Regions from separate parts of the Mus musculus genome. Here region 2 is linked to region 1. A link is a contact called in public promoter capture Hi-C data. All regions are on one chromosome and are shown on one strand. Each heading gives the region's core, a stretch centred on a gene start, on an enhancer-like site or on the middle of the called end of the contact. The rest is flanking DNA. Distances are from core to core; before and after follow the strand shown. Region 1 holds the start of Ilkap (integrin-linked kinase-associated serine/threonine phosphatase 2C). Region 2 holds the start of Traf3ip1 (TRAF3 interacting protein 1).

Evidence for each region. Capture Hi-C pulls out chosen DNA fragments and counts their contacts.
Region 2: a contact with region 1 is called in a promoter capture Hi-C map of adipose tissue. The contact joins the promoter of Traf3ip1 here to the promoter of Ilkap in region 1. A contact is called at or near these places in 12 of 39 promoter capture datasets (3T3-L1-derived adipocytes, the C10 cell line, the HPC-7 cell line and 7 more), 1 of 15 datasets of contacts at CTCF or cohesin (the NIH/3T3 cell line), 4 of 484 Hi-C or Micro-C datasets (CD4 T cells, the HPC-7 cell line and embryonic stem cells), 11 of 115 datasets of contacts at active chromatin or transcription factors (the 3134 cell line, the HPC-7 cell line, the SCID.adh cell line and 7 more) and 4 of 9 other capture datasets (adipose tissue, liver, macrophages and 1 more).

Annotation. Positions count from the first base shown.
Region 1 is chr1:91,396,616-91,400,426 of GRCm38.p6, forward strand. It overlaps Ilkap (integrin-linked kinase-associated serine/threonine phosphatase 2C), which reads right to left and starts at 2,208. Exons shown (of 12, transcript NM_023343.3): 1 at 2,036-2,208. The coding sequence starts at 2,090.
Region 2 is chr1:91,492,106-91,496,222 of GRCm38.p6, forward strand. It overlaps Traf3ip1 (TRAF3 interacting protein 1), which reads left to right and starts at 2,563. Exons shown (of 15, transcript NM_028718.2): 1 at 2,563-2,783. The coding sequence starts at 2,661.

The DNA.
Region 1 (3,811 bases), core at 958-3,457:
TATACTCAACTATCAAAATCTCTTAAGTCCTGGAGTGAAGCTGGAATTCAGTACAATATCTGTAGACATAAAACACATACTTTCTACATACTTATTCCAGGTTATAAAAATTTGTCTTGTGGGTATGAAGATAAGATGTGATACTTAAAAAAAAACAAAAACAAAAAAAACACACAACCAAAAGAATGAAACAAAACATGGCTGCTGTGCTGAGTGGTGGCGCCATATGCCACACACCTCATACTTTCTACAGAATCAGTACAACTGTCCCTTTATGTTGTGGTTACAGTGCAGATCCTAGGGATGTCACCAGCCATCATCTACAAATCCCTGACCATAGAATCGAACCTGGGCCATGCATTCTACCAAACGCACAGGTTCTCTTTATTCCACATAGTATCTGCAGGAGGCATCACTTATTACACACATTTGCCAGCGGTTCCTGAAGGTCAAAGGCAGTGCAAAGCTTGATCTGAAGACACAGCAGTTTCCATTGTCCACACATCTTCCTATAGTATGTGAAAATGACTAGACTTATTTCTTAATTGCTCCCAGTACTATTTTGGAAAATTTGTTATACTTACCCATGCATGAGCAGGGTCAGTATGCAATTTAGTCTTATTCTTATGACTACATAACAACCAACACCATTTACTAAAGCAAAGTATGGTGTCGGAACATGGTCTGAGAATGGAGTCCTGTGAGGAGAATTCTAAGTGCCTGTGAGAAAACAAGACAAGAGTCTTGTGACCTCAGTTTCTTCAAAACACATAATTATTCTTGGAATGTGTTTTTGTGTCTCCCCCACCCCCTGTAGTGGATAGGAGTGAGTTTATTTCAGATTACTCAATATGTTTGGGGGGGAGAGGGGGAGAGAGGGAGGGAGGGAAGGGGCATGGGGAACGCATGTATCTGCTAAGTCCCAAGTTGAGTTTAAGGTTTTAGGTCATGTCAAGAGAGCCTTGACCACGGAGAAGACCCAAAATAACTTTGGATAAAAAGCAATAGGGACTACTAATGATGACAGATTTCTAGGCACATCTGGCAATCCAAACTCTGGTCCGAGCACATTCAGACACAGGTTATACTCCAGTGACAGATGCAAGGCTGCCTGTATGAGGCCAGCTTTACTCACAACTGTAACGGTGGTTATCTTCAAAAAGCATGGCTGAATCAAACTCAGTCTCAAGGCCTAGTTACTTAGAAGCTTCTGTACCATCAGAGTGGTTGGTGGGGGTACGTAACGGTGCCACTACCAGGAACAACTGCAAAAAGAGGACACTACAAAGCATCTCAGGAGTCTGGAGGTGCGCAGGTTAAAAACCAAAGCACAGGTGTGAAGAGGACAGGTCAATACCTTCTCATAACCCCAAGCTCCAGCATTCTTCCATGCTAGCCCGTCCCGCTCTGCCAAGCTGGAGATCTGAGCCCTCCCACTTTTGAACATTGTTTCCTTGCCTAGAATCTCTGGAAACCATCAGCCGAAGCCCTCGCTAAAGGCCGCCTCCTTCCCAGGTCTTTCTCACTAGTCTTCGGGTACCGTTACTCCGGACGCTTGGCGTTTCCCACGGTTTTTAACCTATGCCTCTGCGATCAGAACTGAACTCTCTGAAGGCAAAGGCTGGGTCCTCTTCACCTTCCTATTCCGTGCCAAAGACCTTCCCAAAACGTGGGCTGCAGACGCCACCCCCCATCCCCGGCCTCGGTTATCTAGCCGTAGCGCCCTGCATTGGCTGTGCAGGCGCCCCGCACCAAGGGGCTGGAAGTCGGAAACTTGTTAAGTTCTCGGGGTTTCCAGGACGCAAACAGGCCCGGGACCAGGACATTCCGCTGGGAGTCTTGCTGTAGCCAAATTAAAGCCAGAGTGCCCCGACCCTTCGGCGCGGGACTTCGTGCGTGTGCCACGCGAGGCCTGGACAGGGACCGCGCGGTCGCTGCGGCCTCGGGAGCCACAGGCCGAGACTGAGGCGGCGGTGGCGCGAAGATGGCGGAGGCAGCGCATCCCGGCGCCGCCCTTTTCCCCCGCGCCGCTTACCGGCAGATGGCCGCGGCGCGCGCTCGGGCTCCGGCAGGTCCCCGAAGAGGTCCATGGCGGCGGGGCAGTGGAGCGGAGGCTCCGCGCTACCCTGGGCGGCGGCGGCGGCGGCGGCGCCGTCACTCACCGCGGGAGACCCTGCCAATCGCGCGCCGCCCAGCCGCCGCCCCAGAGTGCTACGCGCGGGGGCGGGGCGGGGGTGGGCTGCGCAAGCGCACGGGCGCTCTTGGCCTGGGCATTAGGTCCCGTGATAAATTGTTATGGCGTTTCCCCGGAAAGAAGGGAGGAGTGGCGCCGAGCCTGACATCCAGACAGGCTTTTGGCCGGAGAGGCGGGTCTGCACCTGTCCACTGTTCCCTGTGTGACCGAGCAGGCAAAGCACCTTCTGACCGCCCGGGAGCAGGATGGCGCCCAGCGGGGTCTCAGCTGTCCCACTGGGATAGAGACCAGAAAAAAACACCATCACTGGCCAAGCCACAAAAGTGACAAACATCCCTCATCTCAGCCACCAAATTTATGACGCTTTACCAATTACAAAGTTGTGTTGTGTATTTTCCCTGGTCTCAGAAAAGAGCCACTCATGGAATTAATTCCTCTTCCTACCATACAATCCACAAAGACTTCACTTCCTTAAAGGTACCCAAATTTATTGACTACACACCCCAATCCTACCAGCCCTTTCCAACACCACCTTACCTGTTTTTTTTGTTTGTTGTTGTTTTTGGTTTTTTTGCCAGTGTTGTGTGGACTTCTTGGTGCAGTAGGTAACAAGTCATTGCTTCCTTGCAAATGTAGACCAGATATTCTCTAGCTGCAATAGGTGGATCCACCCAGCTGACCTCCAAGCCACTGTTTGAAGTTTTTACTGCACTCAGACAGAACTGTCTCTTCCTTGACAGATGTAGGATTTTGAAATAACAGCACTTTGTCTTTTGTCCATATATCTCATACACTTCTCAGCCCATCCCAACTTGATATCACTATGTTTTTAAAGCAGCTCTTGCTAAGTGTCTTAGGGTTTCCATTGCTGTGAACAGACTCCATGACCTAGGAAACTCTTATAAAAGACAACAATTGGGGCTAGCTTACAGGTTTAGAGATACAGTCCTTTATCATCATGGCAGGAAGCATGGCAGCATTCAAGTAGGCACGGCGTTGGAGGACCTGAGAGTTCTACATTTTCATCCAAAGGAAGCCAGGAGCAGACTTTCCTCAGGCAGGTAGGAGGAGGGTCTTGAAGCCCACCCCTAAAGTGACACACTTCCACCAATTAGATCACACCTCTTCCAACAAGGCCACACCTCCTAATAGTGCCACTCTGAGGGCCAAGCATATTCAAATCACCACACTAAACTTGATTTCCCACTCCTGCAAATAGACTCGTCGGCCACCATTCCACATGAATTCTGGCAGTGTTTGCCATGTGGCCTGTCTTTCCCTCATATGTATGGACATCTCTAATCATTACTCCATCTCTACCTGGTTTACAGCTCAACTTCTGGCTGCTAAATAAAATCTTTTGTGGAGACAAGAACTTGCTCAGTAGGCCAGGCTGGACTTGAACTCACAATGCCTCTACCTCCCCAGTGCTAGGACTATATATAAATCTCTGTCACCACCCCTGGCAATTGGAATTCTGACCTGACCCTAAGTTCTCTTCTGTTCTCTTTCCCTTCATAATCTCCATGCACACCAGGCTTGAACTGCTGCACCTTTGGACATGACTCGTTAATTTTCCTACCACCAATAGATCTCTGGGTTCCACTAAGTGCCAAG
Region 2 (4,117 bases), core at 1,313-3,812, 96 kb after region 1:
GGGGTCTTTGACCCTGACTCTGTGTGCCCAGAAAGGAGAGCTTTCCTCCTTCACTGAAGAGAAGTTGTGGTCAGCAGAGCTTAAAGATGTTGGGAGCTGGTTATGAATAGCTCAGAGACCTTTGGGGGTGATGGGATCCAGACCCCAAAGTCCTGAAAACGTCCAGGCAGAACTCTGTGAGAGGGACATGTTTCTCTCCAGTTCTCTCTTTCTGTCTCTGTCTGTCTTTGTCTGTCTCTCTCTGTCTGTCTCTCTGTCTATCTCTGTATCTCTGTCTGTCTGTCTGTCTGTCTGTTTCTCTCTCTCTCTCTGCTTCCCTCCAGCTTCCACAAGCCTGATATAAAGCTCAGCAGTGGAGGTGTCAACACCTGGGACTGTAAGTTAGTAGTGGGGACCTTGCTTTGTACCCCTAACCTGGGAAGCGAGGAACTGCAGCGACGGGCGAGGCTTCCCACTTGTGGAGATGCTCTGCTTCATGGACACACTTTGGTCGCCACAACCAGGGCTTGCAGGCTTAGCGAACAAAAGCTGCAGGGTATTCAGTTTTGAATTTCAAATAAAAGAATGAAAAAAAAAACCTATCTGCTATAAATGTATGGTAAACTGTTTTATCTGAAATTCAGATGGAGTGGATGAGCAGACAGATAGTAGATAGGTTTATCATCTCTGCATGACTCCTGCTTCCTTCCCTGCTACCTAAATCCAGGCCCTTGGCTAAGCCTGACCCACATCCTGGGCTCTCAGCAGATGTGAGGTTCAGCATCCTCAGGTCTTTGTCTCTGGGAATGTTTGCCTCTCAATTGGGGGAGGTAGGGCCTGGAAGCCACTTTGCTTTGTGGCTTCTGTTTCCTGGGGTGAGTCACAACCATCCTTATTCCCTTCATTCACTCAGAAACTGTTCACGTTGAAAGCCTCCCCTGCCGGGCTTTTGAGTTAGAAACCTCTTTCCATTCTTACTCAGCTACCTTCTTCTGTGAATGACTCTTTCCTGCTCTCTCCCTCATCTCAGGGGGTGATGTAGGCTAGTAGCCCCTACTCTGCTGACTGCCCCCCAAGACTGATGGCTCCATGCTGGCCTCTGCATCCTTCCTCTGGGGAGGTCTGGGTTCCAGATATCTTTCTTGAAGCCAGGAATTGCTTATATCTTCTGGGACCCGCTTCGTTGGTGACCAGAATGTTGTCCACTGAAGAATGTCTTTCTTCAGTATGGGGGTGGGTAGGCTGAACCAAAGGCAGGGGTGAGACTCTGGAAGATAGAACTATACTCTTCAAAGTTACCTCCCCTAGGTCAGTCCCCAGAGGGTTGGTTGACAATACTTGCTGTCCTGGATCTTCTAAAAAACTTTGATACCCAGATAGACTGAAGATCTTCTGGTTGGTTAGCCCTCCTAAAGGCAGCCAAAACTGTACTCTGGCCTTCGTGTGTGTGTGTGTGTGTGTGTGTGTGTGTGTGTGTGTGTGTGTGTGTTCTTGGATCCACTTACTGTTCTGCCCTCCTCCACAAGCTGTGAGAGGATAAAGCATCATCTTCGCTTTGTTGTATGGCATAGGCTCCAGGTCCTCAGTAGAATTCCCAAGGTCAGAGGTATCTTCCAAGTAAAACCCTGAGTTCCTACCACCTGGTCCAGCATCACAAACAAGCCAGTTGCTGGCTCCAGCTTTCATTCCACACCTACATCACGATTCTGCTCAGAGTGAACTTTCTAGGGTAGGAGCTAGGTGGGTATGTTCTTAGGGGCGGTGTTTAGAGACAGGACTTCTGCTCTCTGAATTCTGCTCTCTGAACTCCCCCAGAGACCAACTCCAGCTGGGGCTCAGAGTGAGAGGGCTCTTAAAGAAGATTCTGGCTCTCGGGGTGTAGCCATGGTAGAGAGATCAGGGGCAATGTTCTAGTTGGGGTTCTGCCAGTTTGGGCAGAGGAGCTCCAGACCTCAGGCACAGCAGCAACACCTGATCCAGTAGAAGCATCTCCTGCATAGCCTCGGGTGGTGGTGAGGGTGAGGTGGGAAGTAAGTGTGTGTGTGTGTGTGTGTGTGTGTGTGTGTGTAGCAGAAAGCTGCAGCATCCTAGCCTAAGGGCCTAGCTCCTTCACAGTTTTGTGCCCGCTCTGGTGAACCAAGAGCACAGAAAATGTGGAAGGACACAACCCTTCCCCTTGGCACCATCTTAAAGATTACCTAAGGCAGGGGATGCTGGGCAGGGAACAGGAATGAAGGGATGAAAGGAGTCAAGTCCTTTTCCAAGTTTATGTGAAGTGTTATTTTCCTGGTGGGTGTTACTGTAAATGCTCTCCTTAGAAATATCAAATGGTCGCTCTTTTCTCACTCAGAATGCCAGGTCTCTGGGCAGTGCTGTGCAGCGCCCTATGGTGCGCCGGGTTGGCGGAGCAGGCTCAGGTTCAAGCAGCCACAGAGGCGGAGCGCGTGTGTCCTCCAGAGCAGCTAGAGAGGCCGGAGGGGATGGGCGGGGCCGGGCGCGCGTCCGTTGCCAAGGCCGCGCGGCCCTAGAGACCGGGTGCTGGTGGCACGCGCAAGCGCGGTGGCGAGCTGCGGTGCACTGTGGGATGGGAGACCGGCGCGCCGGGACGGCGGGCATCTCGGGGCACCGGGCAGAGGCGCGGCGCGCGAGGAGGGGCGCGAGCGGTCGCGGGCGGCAGCGCCATGAACGCCGCAGTGGTGCGGCGGACGCAGGAGGCTCTGGGCAAGGTGATCCGGAGGCCGCCGCTCACCGAGAAGCTGCTCAACAAGCCACCGTTCCGCTACCTGCACGACATCATCACCGAGGTAGGCGCGGGCTGGTGCGCGTCAGGTTGAGGTGGGGTGAGGGTAGGGGTAGAGTGCGGAACGGGTTAAGGGTCCGGGTAGTGGCGGGACGGGTTGAGGGTTGGGGTAACGGTGTTGAAGGTTATGGTTAAGTGCGGGACCGAGCGAGTGTCGGAGTGAGGGTCCGGGTAGGGTGAGAGTCGAGGTAGGATGCGCGTCTGAGTAGGATTCGTTTCGGGGTGAGAGTCAGAATTAGGGCCGGATCAAGGCGAGTGACCAGGTAGCGTGAGGATCGCGTTGAGGGACCGGGTAGTGTGAGGGGCGTTGTAGGATGCCAATCAGGGTTTGGGTCGAAATGAGGATTAGTCTCAGATGAAGGTGAGGATCAGGGTCAATGGTAAGGTCTGTGTGGCTCCGAGTGCTGATTGGATTGAGAGTGCGTTGAGGGGTGGAGGTGCAGGTCCAGGTCCAGGTGAGGGTCAGGGTTAGGTTCCAGTTGGAGTCAGGGTAGAGTAGCGGGTGCTGGTCTAGTGGTTTGGGTGGAGATAGAAGGCCCGGGTCAGAGTCTAGGTCTGTGGGTTAGGGTGCTGGAGCCAGAAGGTGAGGCTGAGAGGAGGTAGAGGCCCGGGCTGACATCGGTTTATTGAGTGTGAGCCTCGGGACAGGGTCTAGGCTCAGGGTCAAGTTGCTGTTAGGAGCTGGAGGTATGTTGGGGCTCTGGAATTGGGCTGTGCTTATACTTGAGGCCTGGGTAGGGTGCAGGTCCTTGTCTGGGACCTTCTGAGCATTCAGTGGTGCCTTCCATGTTAGGTTCCCAGGCCCACTAGGTCTTGGGACCTGCCTTACTTTACTTCTCCCAACCTGCAGCACTTACCATTATGTCTCTTTAGAGCTTGTCTTCTATTTGTTAGTGAGTCTCCAGGAAGCTGCATTGGATGAGGTACATAACATTGTACAACAGTTACAATTGTGTGGAGTCTGTCTGGGCTCTTGGTAACCCCAAGAGTGTCACTGCAGGGGGTACACAGAATGGGCATGGTACTCCAGAAGGTGCTGTGGAACTTGGGGTATGGTTGGGACTTAGAAGTCCAGAGCTCAAGGTCTCTCCCAGTGTTGACCCTCAGACTTTCTCGTCTCAGTAGGTTGAGCACTGTAGTCTACCCTTCTCGTTACTCATTTGGCCCTCCTACCTTAGCTTGTAATAGGTACTGTCTCGGAACATGGCCCTGTCTGTTAATCTTACATGTGTCCAGAAATGCTCAGGAATCCACCCACATCCCAAGGTGCTCTGCCGCCTGGTAGTCTCCTCTCCCAGTCTGTGAGGCGTTTGTAGCCTATCCTGGAAGGTCTGAGGA